Regions from separate parts of the Canis lupus genome. Here region 1 is linked to region 2. The links are chromatin contacts, called in public Hi-C maps. All regions are on one chromosome and are shown on one strand. Each heading gives the region's core, a stretch centred on a gene start, on an enhancer-like site or on the middle of the called end of the contact. The rest is flanking DNA. Distances are from core to core; before and after follow the strand shown. Region 1 has its middle 9.4 kb from the start of GPR141. Region 2 overlaps ELMO1 (engulfment and cell motility protein 1).

What was found. Hi-C and Micro-C count contacts between places; a contact is called where the count stands out from the background.
Region 1: a Hi-C map of blood shows a contact between it and region 2, with 5 times the contacts expected there. The contact joins two enhancer-like sites. A contact is called at or near these places in 2 of 9 Hi-C or Micro-C datasets (both in blood).

What each region holds. Positions count from the first base shown.
Region 1 is chr14:48,902,862-48,907,741 of UU_Cfam_GSD_1.0, reverse strand. No RefSeq gene overlaps it. Among named protein-coding and RNA genes, the nearest start is that of GPR141, 9.4 kb to the left of the region's middle. Within about 2 kb of position 3,286, at least 1 of the 20 cell types and tissues checked has an H3K27ac peak or open chromatin away from gene starts, as enhancers often do. A contact at or near this core is called in blood, where this site is marked.
Region 2 is chr14:48,586,719-48,591,771 of UU_Cfam_GSD_1.0, reverse strand. ELMO1 (engulfment and cell motility protein 1) reads left to right here. Exons shown (of 23, transcript XM_038557346.1): 11 at 287-331; 12 at 1,333-1,383; 13 at 3,978-4,100. Among named protein-coding and RNA genes, the nearest start is that of ELMO1, 200 kb to the left of the region's middle. Within about 2 kb of position 3,026, at least 3 of the 20 cell types and tissues checked have an H3K27ac peak or open chromatin away from gene starts, as enhancers often do. A contact at or near this core is called in blood, where this site is marked.

The sequences.
Region 1 (4,880 bases), core at 2,037-4,536, 320 kb before region 2:
CACCTGATTGAGCCCTAGCCAACTCATCATCTATGATGGTTTCCTTAGTTCCTTAATACTCACGCCTCAAGTGAGAGGTTCACAGTTCTCCTGAGAATGACCAGCTCTTTCCAGAGAAACTTAATAGATAGTTATAGTGGGTCTTTACTTTAGCTGCTCCTAATGTTGCATTTTTATTTTTTAAAAAAATCATCCCATGTTTTCCTGTTTCCTTAACATTTGTGTTTCCGTCCTCATTTTGGTTACTGCATCTCTACAGTACATTTTTTTTCTTGGAGGATGAGTTTGTTTATTTTAAAGATTGATTTATTTGAGAGAGTGTGTGTGTGCACATGAGCAGATGGTGGGGTAAGGGGAGAGAGAATGTCCAGCAAACTTTTTGCTGAGTACAGAGCCTAAGGTGGTGCTCGTTCCCAAGACCCTGAAATCATGACCTGAGCTGAAATCAAGAGTCAGATACTTAACTGACTGAGCCACCCAGGCGCCTCTTAGAGGATGAATTTATTAATTTACTCAGCAAATGCCTATTTTACCATTGTATTTATACTTACCAGCACAGCTCCAGAAGCTGCCTATTAATTTGATTCTACCTTTGCTGGGGAACTTGTCATCTCCTTGTACTACAGCATAGGCCTCATCATACTGGCCAGCAGTCGGCTGGATGCTATTTATTTCTGAATTCCTTAGCCTTGGTACACAAGTCTCCTCATTCACACACAATCTCTCATTTGCTATCATTCCCAATTTGTAAATAAAAACCTTAATTTATCTACTGTAATAAAGTCAAATTTAAGTCAATATACATATTTTGTTTATAATTTAACAGAAAATAAATTCTATGAAATTACAGAGTATAATTTATATACAGTGACTGACCAACACTTAGCACAGTAGCACAAAACACGTTGCATATGCTCAATAATTGTTTGCTTAGTGGGAAGATGGATGGTTGGATTGATGTATAGATGGATGGATGGATGCTCAGTATGTGCCAGACTGATATTAAGAATTTCATATAAAATAAATAAGCCCTGGAGATGTATTGTACGGCGTGATGAGTATAGCTAATACTGTATTATATATTTGAAAATGGGTAGAAGAGTAAATCTTCGAAAAGAAAACTATAACTGTGTTTGATGGATGTTAAAGTAGAATTATTGTGGTGACAATTTCACTATATATGCAAATGTTGAATCATTATGTTATACATATGAAACCAACATAAGGTTATATGTCAGTTGTATCTCAAATAAATAAGAATTTAATATTTTTTTATATCATCCCTTCAGCAACTCTTGGGGGTAAGAGTCATTAGGCTAAAAAAAAAAAAAAAAAAAAAAAGAATCATTAGGCTCATTTTCTAGATGGGAAAGAAAACTCAGAAATAGGACGGTAACTTTCCAAGACTGTTGCTTATAAATACTGTCATTACTTGGTATTATGTTAGAGTTGCATTAATGATTATGATTAATAATCCTATTAGCTAGCATCTGTTGAATACTTATGCCTTCCATTAAGTATTTTCCTCACATTATCTTATATATAGTCCTCAGGCAACCCTGTAATACATTATTATGTCTGTTATATGTAGTCTTTAGTATTGCATCCAAAAGTGTCTTCTCCGTACATACGTGAGATGTGAAATACTACCTTTTCACTTGTTCACACTTCTCTCTCCATGGCTAGCACGAGAAGTAGAACCTCTGCTTCTGCTTTCTGGGAAGAGGTATTATCCAACCTAAGTAAAAATCAGTAAATGTCAGTTGCTCCTCCAGTTCCCCATTACTAGAAAAGATAGTCATCCAGATGGCTAAACTGTCATCACTAAATTAATCTGACTTTATCTCCCACTATTGATAGGGATTAGGATAGGACTGCAAGGTTTTGACATACTGTGATAATATTAAATGTACGTATTTGTTTTCTTTTACGTATCATCTCAGGCAATTAAATAGCTTGCTAAATGACGTGCTTTTCTAAGAGAACTCAACTATGAATTGGATTAATCTAATATCATCATTCCTGATTTTATTTTTTATTGAAGTGTAATTGACATGTAGCGTTCTATTAGTTTCCGGTACACAAAATAATGATTTGATTCTTGTGAGGAGGACTTTAAAGATTCACTTTTAGTGACTTTCAAACGTGCAATACGGTATTGTTAACTATAGTCACCTTTGATTCTTAGATTGCCTCTCTTACTAGAGTCTGAGACCCTCATAGGGTTTCTTCACTTTTTAAAAATCTTATTTCTCTCTCCTTTTCCACCTGAAGAAATCTAAATTCCTATCTTCCAGGTTTATTCTTTTTTTGTCATCTGATCTGCCCTATTACCAAAACTTTCTAATGCATTCTTCATCTTATTTATTGACTTCTTCAGTTCCAGAATTAAGATTTCTTTTTTAAAAGTAATTTCAATCTCTTTGGTACAGTAGTCCTTCTGTTCATTAATTTTATTCTTGGGTTTATTGAATTAATTGCCTTTCTGCATTTTCTGTAGTTCATTGAATTTCTTCATAACAGCCATTTGGGGATTTGTGTTTTTGTTTTAAAAATTTTTATTTGAGGGTAGCTGATACACAATGTTACATTAGCATCAAATGTACAACATAGTGATTCAGCATCTCTCTAAGTCATGCTATGTTCACAAGTGTAGTCAGCATCATTACCCTACAACGCTATTACAAAATCATTGACTATATTCTCTATGCTGTGCCTTTTATCCCCAATCTATTCATTCCATAACTGGAAGCACTCCCTTTCACCTATTTTGCCCATCCTCACTTCCCTTTCCTCTGGCAGCCGTGAGCTTGTTTTCCATAACAGCTATTTTGAATTATCAGTTAGATTGCAGTATGCCTTGTCCTAGAGTTCAGGTGGCTGAATTGTCATCTTCTTTTTGTGACCCCATATTACTATGACTTTTCATAGTGTTTCATGAAATGCGCCTCTGCCGTCACATTTAAGGTAGCAAACTCCTTTCTTATTTATGGAAGGCTTCGTTTACCTTGATGGTAACAGTTCAACAATAGGCAATTAGAAGCCTTTCTCTTTATTTCCAGGAGGTGGTGCTATAGCACAAGTTTTTTTGGTTTCCCTTATTGAGCCAAATATGCTACACACTTCATTTGCCACCTCCTCTGCCAGAGAGGTAACTGCTGCCAGCTGCTACGCTGCCACCAGCACAATCCCAGCATGTTGCAGCATTAGCTCTTGGGAATGGGGCTGCCTCACCTTCTCCTTCCCTTTCCTCTGATTCCAGAATTGTCTGTGTCTCCAAAGCCTCACCAAGTTCTCGCATCAGTTGGGCTAGTCCTCCACAAATTCTCTATTTCCCATTCGTGTACTCTCCAAATTACCTTTTTCCTGATAGCAGCAAGTGGGGACCATCCTCAGACTCCCTTGGGCGCATAGCCTCCTCTGAGGTCCTCTTGACCCACTTTTGGATGCACATGTGGGTGGATCTCGCAGGTGTTTTGGTGTACTACGCAGAGGCACTTTTGCTCAGTTCTGGATGCCCTGTTGGTTGTAAATCAAAGGGGAGGGGGATAAAGGAACAACCCACACTGTTCTGATGGTAATCTCACTCTCCTCCAAAACTTTACTTTGACGAGTGATGGCCCTAGGGTAACTAATTTTTCTTGGTTTGCCCAGAACTTGCATAGTTTTAGCATGGAAATCCCACATTCCAGAAAACCCCTCAATACTCAGCAAGCAGGGAACTTGAGCATACTCACCCTGCATGTCCCTTCAAAACAAGCCTCTAAAATCTGATACCAACGCCATACAAAACTGGAGTTCCATGAAAACCTATCAACCCACAACTCTATTCTTAGATAAATCACTTTTCTTTTCTATTTACTAAATATGGCACCTTCTTTGAAAATAAAAATCTAAATGATATCTCTCAGGCCTGATGGTGATGATGCTGGAAGGACAGTGGCTCACCAGATTGGGTGAGACTTGTGAAAAATGATGGCCATTATGTCAGGGTTCCTGCCATATCTCCTCCATGGCACAAACTGGGCTCCAAACAGCCGACCATGTAGATGTACAGAGGATTAAACCTCCTGTAGCTGTGGTGCCAATGGACGGGGATATCTGTGGGCACACACCATAATGTGGCCAGTGTCTCTAGTGGTTGCACAGTAGTGACCCCAGCAGACTTCAGGATCTTTCCTGAATGGGCTCACAACACAGTTTATTTTTTTTAAGATTTTATTTATTAATTTGACAGAGAGAGAGTGTGTGCACAGCAGAGGCAGAGGGGAGAGAGAGAGAGAAGCAGACTCTCCACTGAGCAGAGAGCCCGACTCAGGGCTCAATCCCAGGGCCCTGGAATCATGACCTGATCCAAAGGCAGACTCTTGGCCAACTTTGCCACCCGGGCACCCCTGGAGTTTACTTTAAGTTTGAGTTTTGTCCACACTGATGCTCTCATTCATATTTCGTAGCACTTTATTATTCAGTACTTGTCTGCCCTCATTTGAATGAGCATCTTCAGGAAACTTGTGTCATATTATGGGATGCTCTAGGTAGAGGTCAGAAAACTTTTTCCATAAATGGCCACATAGTACGTATTTTAGGCTTTGAGTGCCCTATGAGCCCTGCCACAACTACTCAAATCAGCCGTTATAAGTCAAAAGCAGTCATAGACAATATATACAAACGGCTGCGTCCCAATGATATTTTACTTATAAAAGCAGGCAGCAGGCCACATTTGGCCTGTGGATTGTACTTTGTGAACTTCTACTATTAACAGAAACAAGTGTAGTTAGCCACAGAGTTCTAGAGCAAACAAATGTTGAAGCAGTTCTGGAGAGTGTTACATAAGCTCCAGTTTTGTCCATCTTTAGATTGCTAAAGATTTGAAACCATTG
Region 2 (5,053 bases), core at 1,777-4,276:
TTGTGTTTGGAAGCAAGCCCTGCTTTCTATGCACCAAGGAAAGACAGGTTCCTTCTAGATTGCCATTACCCTTGTTCCAGAATACGTCATTGTGCTTGCGCTCTTTGTTTTCAAGATTGAAAGGGGTTTTGAAACACGTCACAGTATTTGTGCACTTGGCTCTGCCAGGCAGTGGGTCAGCAGGGGTGTTAAAATCAAGTTGTAACCTCTAACAGAGTGCTCTGAACTTCCATGCCTTCTTCTCTCCTGCTTGCTTTCCTTTCTGTGGTGGCGATGGCGCCGCTAGGTTGGTGTAGAGAGCAGTGTTGACATCCTTGATTGTCCTCTGACTGTAAGTCCTCAATCTTCTGCTCCTGCCCAAACCTGCCTGTGTGTCCCCCTCACCCTTCCCACCCCTGTGTCTGGGCTCTCCTTGCTTCCTGCGAGTTTTTCACCTTGATCGAATTCATGGTTGTAGTTTTGAATCATAGCCTAGTTTCTTCTCTACTCAGCAAGAGTAGCAACTCAAACGCTGAAATCCAGCCCCACCCTACCAAAAAACACTCAAGTGCCTTCCTGAATATGAGCAGTATTTTCATTTTTGAATGTTTGCACCAAGGTTGTACCCAACTTTATAGTTTGAACTTAATACCTGTTTCTCGATATTTAGAAAGAATGTCTATGAATCATTTCTTTTAATAAAGCCATCTACAAATCCTCGGTGCTAGGCAGGCCAAAGCCCCAAATACAATGTGTATAAATGAGGCCTAGCAAGGTGGGGTGGGGGCTCTTGGAGATTAGCCCCTGCCCAGATATTTGTCTGTCCCAAAAGCGCCACACACTTGACTGGCAAAGACTGTTTTCAAGCCCTGGGGTACATACCACTCACTCTTTGGTTTTGCACAGATTAAGATCAAATGGCTCTTAGAAGACTGGGAGACTTAACATGGTTGGAACTCCTTGGTGCAGGCATGTTTCCTAGTAAAACCTCTCTGCACATGTGCAGTCTAATAAAAGCTGATGAACCTTTTGAGTGGAGAACCATTGCTTTTCATCTGGAGAATTTGCTTTTTATTCAACACTCACTTTTTCCTGGAAGGAGGAAATTCCTTAAAAAGGAAGAAGTTTGTGGGTGCCAGATTTTTCTTCCTTTGCTTTTGGACGAGGCTCTGTTATCTGAACATAACATGCAAAAAGCCATTTGAATACTATGGACTGTTTGAGTCTCTCCTTTCACAAGAAATACTGCTGATATCCAGTTAGGAAGCACAGTCAGGATCAAGCCATTCGGGGCCATGTTGAAATGTATTTCTCTAACCTCAGGTTTTGCGTGGGTGTGTTTTTCTTCAACAGGAGATGGCGAACATTTTGGCTCAGAAGCAACTGCGTTCCATCATTTTAACAGTGAGTATCTCTGTGGTGTGAGTACTGTCTTGGGCAGGAATGGTTTGGTGCATTCATTTATCTCCTCTTTTGGCTTCAGTCTGTGGTTTGTTCTGTGCCTTTGCTTCTGTGAGGAAGCAGTAGTAACTAGAAAGGAAGAAGAAGTGCGCCTTTGGAATTGGAAGAAACGGGCTTTCCCACAGGAATGGTCTCATGTGACTGGAGGGAGGAGTCTCTGGAACTGCTCTAGAAAAGACTTTCTGCCAGGAAGGGGTGGAAACCTCTCCCAGGGGGGCAGGTTTATTACACTCCCCATCACATTAGTTTTGCATTTAGGAAATCAGGGGCTCTAGGACCTAAAAAAAAAAAAAATCCACTGCTGTGAACCTAAACTGTTTTTAATGTAGAAGCTTAACTGGAAACCTCTTGGACTCTGACAGAAGTCCTGAAATGATGACAGGCATCTCCCTGGACCCCTTTGCAGCAGAGACAGGCAGGAAAGGCGTACATGGAATCCACTCGTTAACTACAATGCAGAGATGATGACCTGGAATGTCAGTGGAAAAGAAGCCCTACACGTTATGTCTTGAATGTTTAGAAATAAATCAAGTGACATGATTTCCTGAGGCCTTATCCGCTATTTAACTTTAACCAAAGACTGAAAGAAGCATGCGTGATTGATTCCCAGCATTACCAAAGAAGCAATTTCTGTTTCTGTGATTTCAAAGAGGAGTTCTCTGCAAGCTCACAATCATACACACACACACACACACACACACGCACACACGCATTCCAATACCGTGAGGCAACTGCAAATTAAAAACCTTATGAGGGCAAACACAATAAATATTCTAGAACCCAAAGCCAATAGCAAGGACTACAATTTGTCATCAAGTGTGATTTTAAACTTCCTGGCTGACAAGGCCTTAAAAAGAAACATATGAGTGTGATTTTCATTGTTTGATAAAAGAGGTTACCTCAGTTCTTGGGGGATGACATACCTTTTTCCCTGGAACTGGAATATGAAATGGGTGTTGGTAGAACATTCGAATAGATTCTTGGCCCGAGAATAGTGTGGTAGAGACTGCAGGAGGATTCATAATGTTCATCTTTACCCCAGTTCTCAGTGAAAGTGGAACCTACAGTATCAGAGCGAAGTTCAGGGAAGGTATTTGTGTAAGAGGAGGAAGGTGGAGAGACGAAGGATTGGAAGTGTTATATTAAGGTCTTAGCCTGCTCTTCTGATTTTGGTGTGGCCGTCGGGGTGAGAATGCCTGTAGATGGGGTGAGTGGAATGGCTGTAACCAACGTGTCTGAAAGATCCGTTTGCTTCAATGGGACTTCTGTGGGACCGTGATGGTTGGCAGTTCAAGGCTGCTATCCTCAGGCAAAAAGTTGAAGTGCAGATACTTTGGAGTTGCTAATAAAATAGATGGCCTACACACCTTGGGTAGGAAGCATATACTCTGAATTAACATTCTGTTCTGAAAATGGAAGGATACAGGTTTCACTCCACCCCCCACCCCCGAATCTCACCACCTACCTACCTCCCCACCCCCACCGCCCTCATTATTTTGGTTCTGTGGCTTTTTTCTGTTCCTCATTCTTCTCCACACCCCTCCCTCTTTAACCGACTATTTTGACACGGTACTCACAGCCAGGGCGTGGAGTCCCAAGTGCATGCTGGGTTGGGGCACCTCAAGAAAGTTCTTTCAGACAGCAAGACGTGGTTGGGTCCAGGGCATTCAAAACAACCGATTTGAATGGTTGTTTCACCACATTGACTGGTTGTTCGGCATTTTTAAGGCACAACCATGGTCTCTGCGCAAGAGGATGTAGGTTAGGCCCAAGGGTTCAATCTCCTTTCTGACCCAGCTCCAGTGGGGGGCAAAGGCACCCATATCTAGTCCTGCCATTTCTTTTGTATTTGTTCCATTTTGGTTCTGTTTCTAAGGGGGTCATTTTATTTTTTTTTCATTTAATTGTTGGCAGGTGAGTTAAGGTAGGCACGTGAATCCGCTCATTTTCTTGTGGTGGTGGTGTTTTCTGGAGAAGTTTCCATAGTGAATTAACTTCGGGTCTGATTGGAACTTTGCTTTTTTATGTTGCTTCTCAAACTCTGCCCCATTTAGAAGCTGGATCACCTGTCAGAGACCATTGTAGGGTAAGATGATGGCAAAGTTGCTTACAATACCTACGCACCATTTGTCCCTCCACTGCATGCAGGGAAGGCTTTTGTTGTAGAAACCCACCTTTCTCTTCAAGATACTCTTATCTCCGGCACACTTTCTTGATTTATATAGCTGCACTCACCAGGGCATTTGCAGTGCCTTCCTTTCTTCTACTCTCTGCTGCACACAGGAGGTCTTTACCTGGATTCTGGCCCACACATCCAGAACTTTACTGGGCCCTGCAATGTCAAGAAAAGCTCCAAGATCACCTGCATCCTCACCTTCCAGCTGACAGGTGGTCCCACCAACCTGCATTCCCCGTGCCTCCACGGGAAGACTTCTGGGCTTCTGCTTGGTGTAATGACTGGGCTTAATTGTTGCTGGCTTTTTCCTTCTTCCTTTTCTTAAGAAAAAAAAATCCTGATTTCTGAACTATCTCCCCAGCACGTCATCCGAGCTCAGAGAGCCATCAACAATGAAATGGCACACCAGCTGTACGTGCTGCAGGTACTTACCTTCAACCTTCTAGAAGACCGGATGATGACCAAGATGGACCCCCAGGACCAGGTGCGTGCTCACTAGACAGCAGCAAAAAGGCACATAAGGGAGAGAAAATGGTTAGTAAAATCTCTCGGGCTACTCCGAGATCCAGAATTTTTAGATAATGATGTTGTTTTCTTACCATCTGAGAACTTGGGGGAATGCATTTTTTTTTGAGATTTTATTTATTAGAGAGAGACAGAGAGAGTGCAGCAGGGGGAGGGGCAGTGGGAGACCGAGAAGAAGGCTCCCCGCTGAGCAGGGAGCCTAACTCAGGCCTCCATCCCAGGACTCTGAGATCATGACCTGAGCTGAAGTCAGATGCTTAACTGACGGAGCCACCCAGACGCCCTAGAACTTGGAAGAATGTATTTAAAATTTAGATGAACTTTGACTCAGAGAATAAGAATAAAGCAAATGGATTCTTTCATTATGCATCACACACATGCTTACTCTTCCTTTCTTGGCTAAGAAAGCCTGATGTCACATGGCCACCAACCTTGGCCCTTGGTCCCAATACCTTCAAAGGTAATAGCTCTGGAGTCAAGGTCCCAGACAAGTAGGGCCTCTGGTTGCTCCGCGTGATACTGATTCAGGTTGAGGAAGTAATTTCCGTTCTCCAGTGATCAGTGCCGAGGGGGGGGGGGGTGGTCCCAGGCTACACCTGATCTCTGGGCTTGCATTTTGGTCGGTCGGCTGTTTGTTACAATTCTCTCTAGGTCTCTGGTTGTTGTGCGTGGAAGGTTCTGTCTCTGTCCAAAGGCTTTTGGGGAACTTTACTGTGTGAGGACAGAGTGCGAGGAAACAGCTGGGAGCCCTGCTGTAGCACATTTTCAACTTAAGCAGCGCTGCAGCTTTGGAAAGGAAAACACTCATTATTGGCACGTGAGGGCCTGATCTATTGCAGATGTGCACTGCACATGTGAAGTGTGTAACTGCTGCAGCACTTCGTCCATGGCGCGAGGCCATGCGATTAAGAA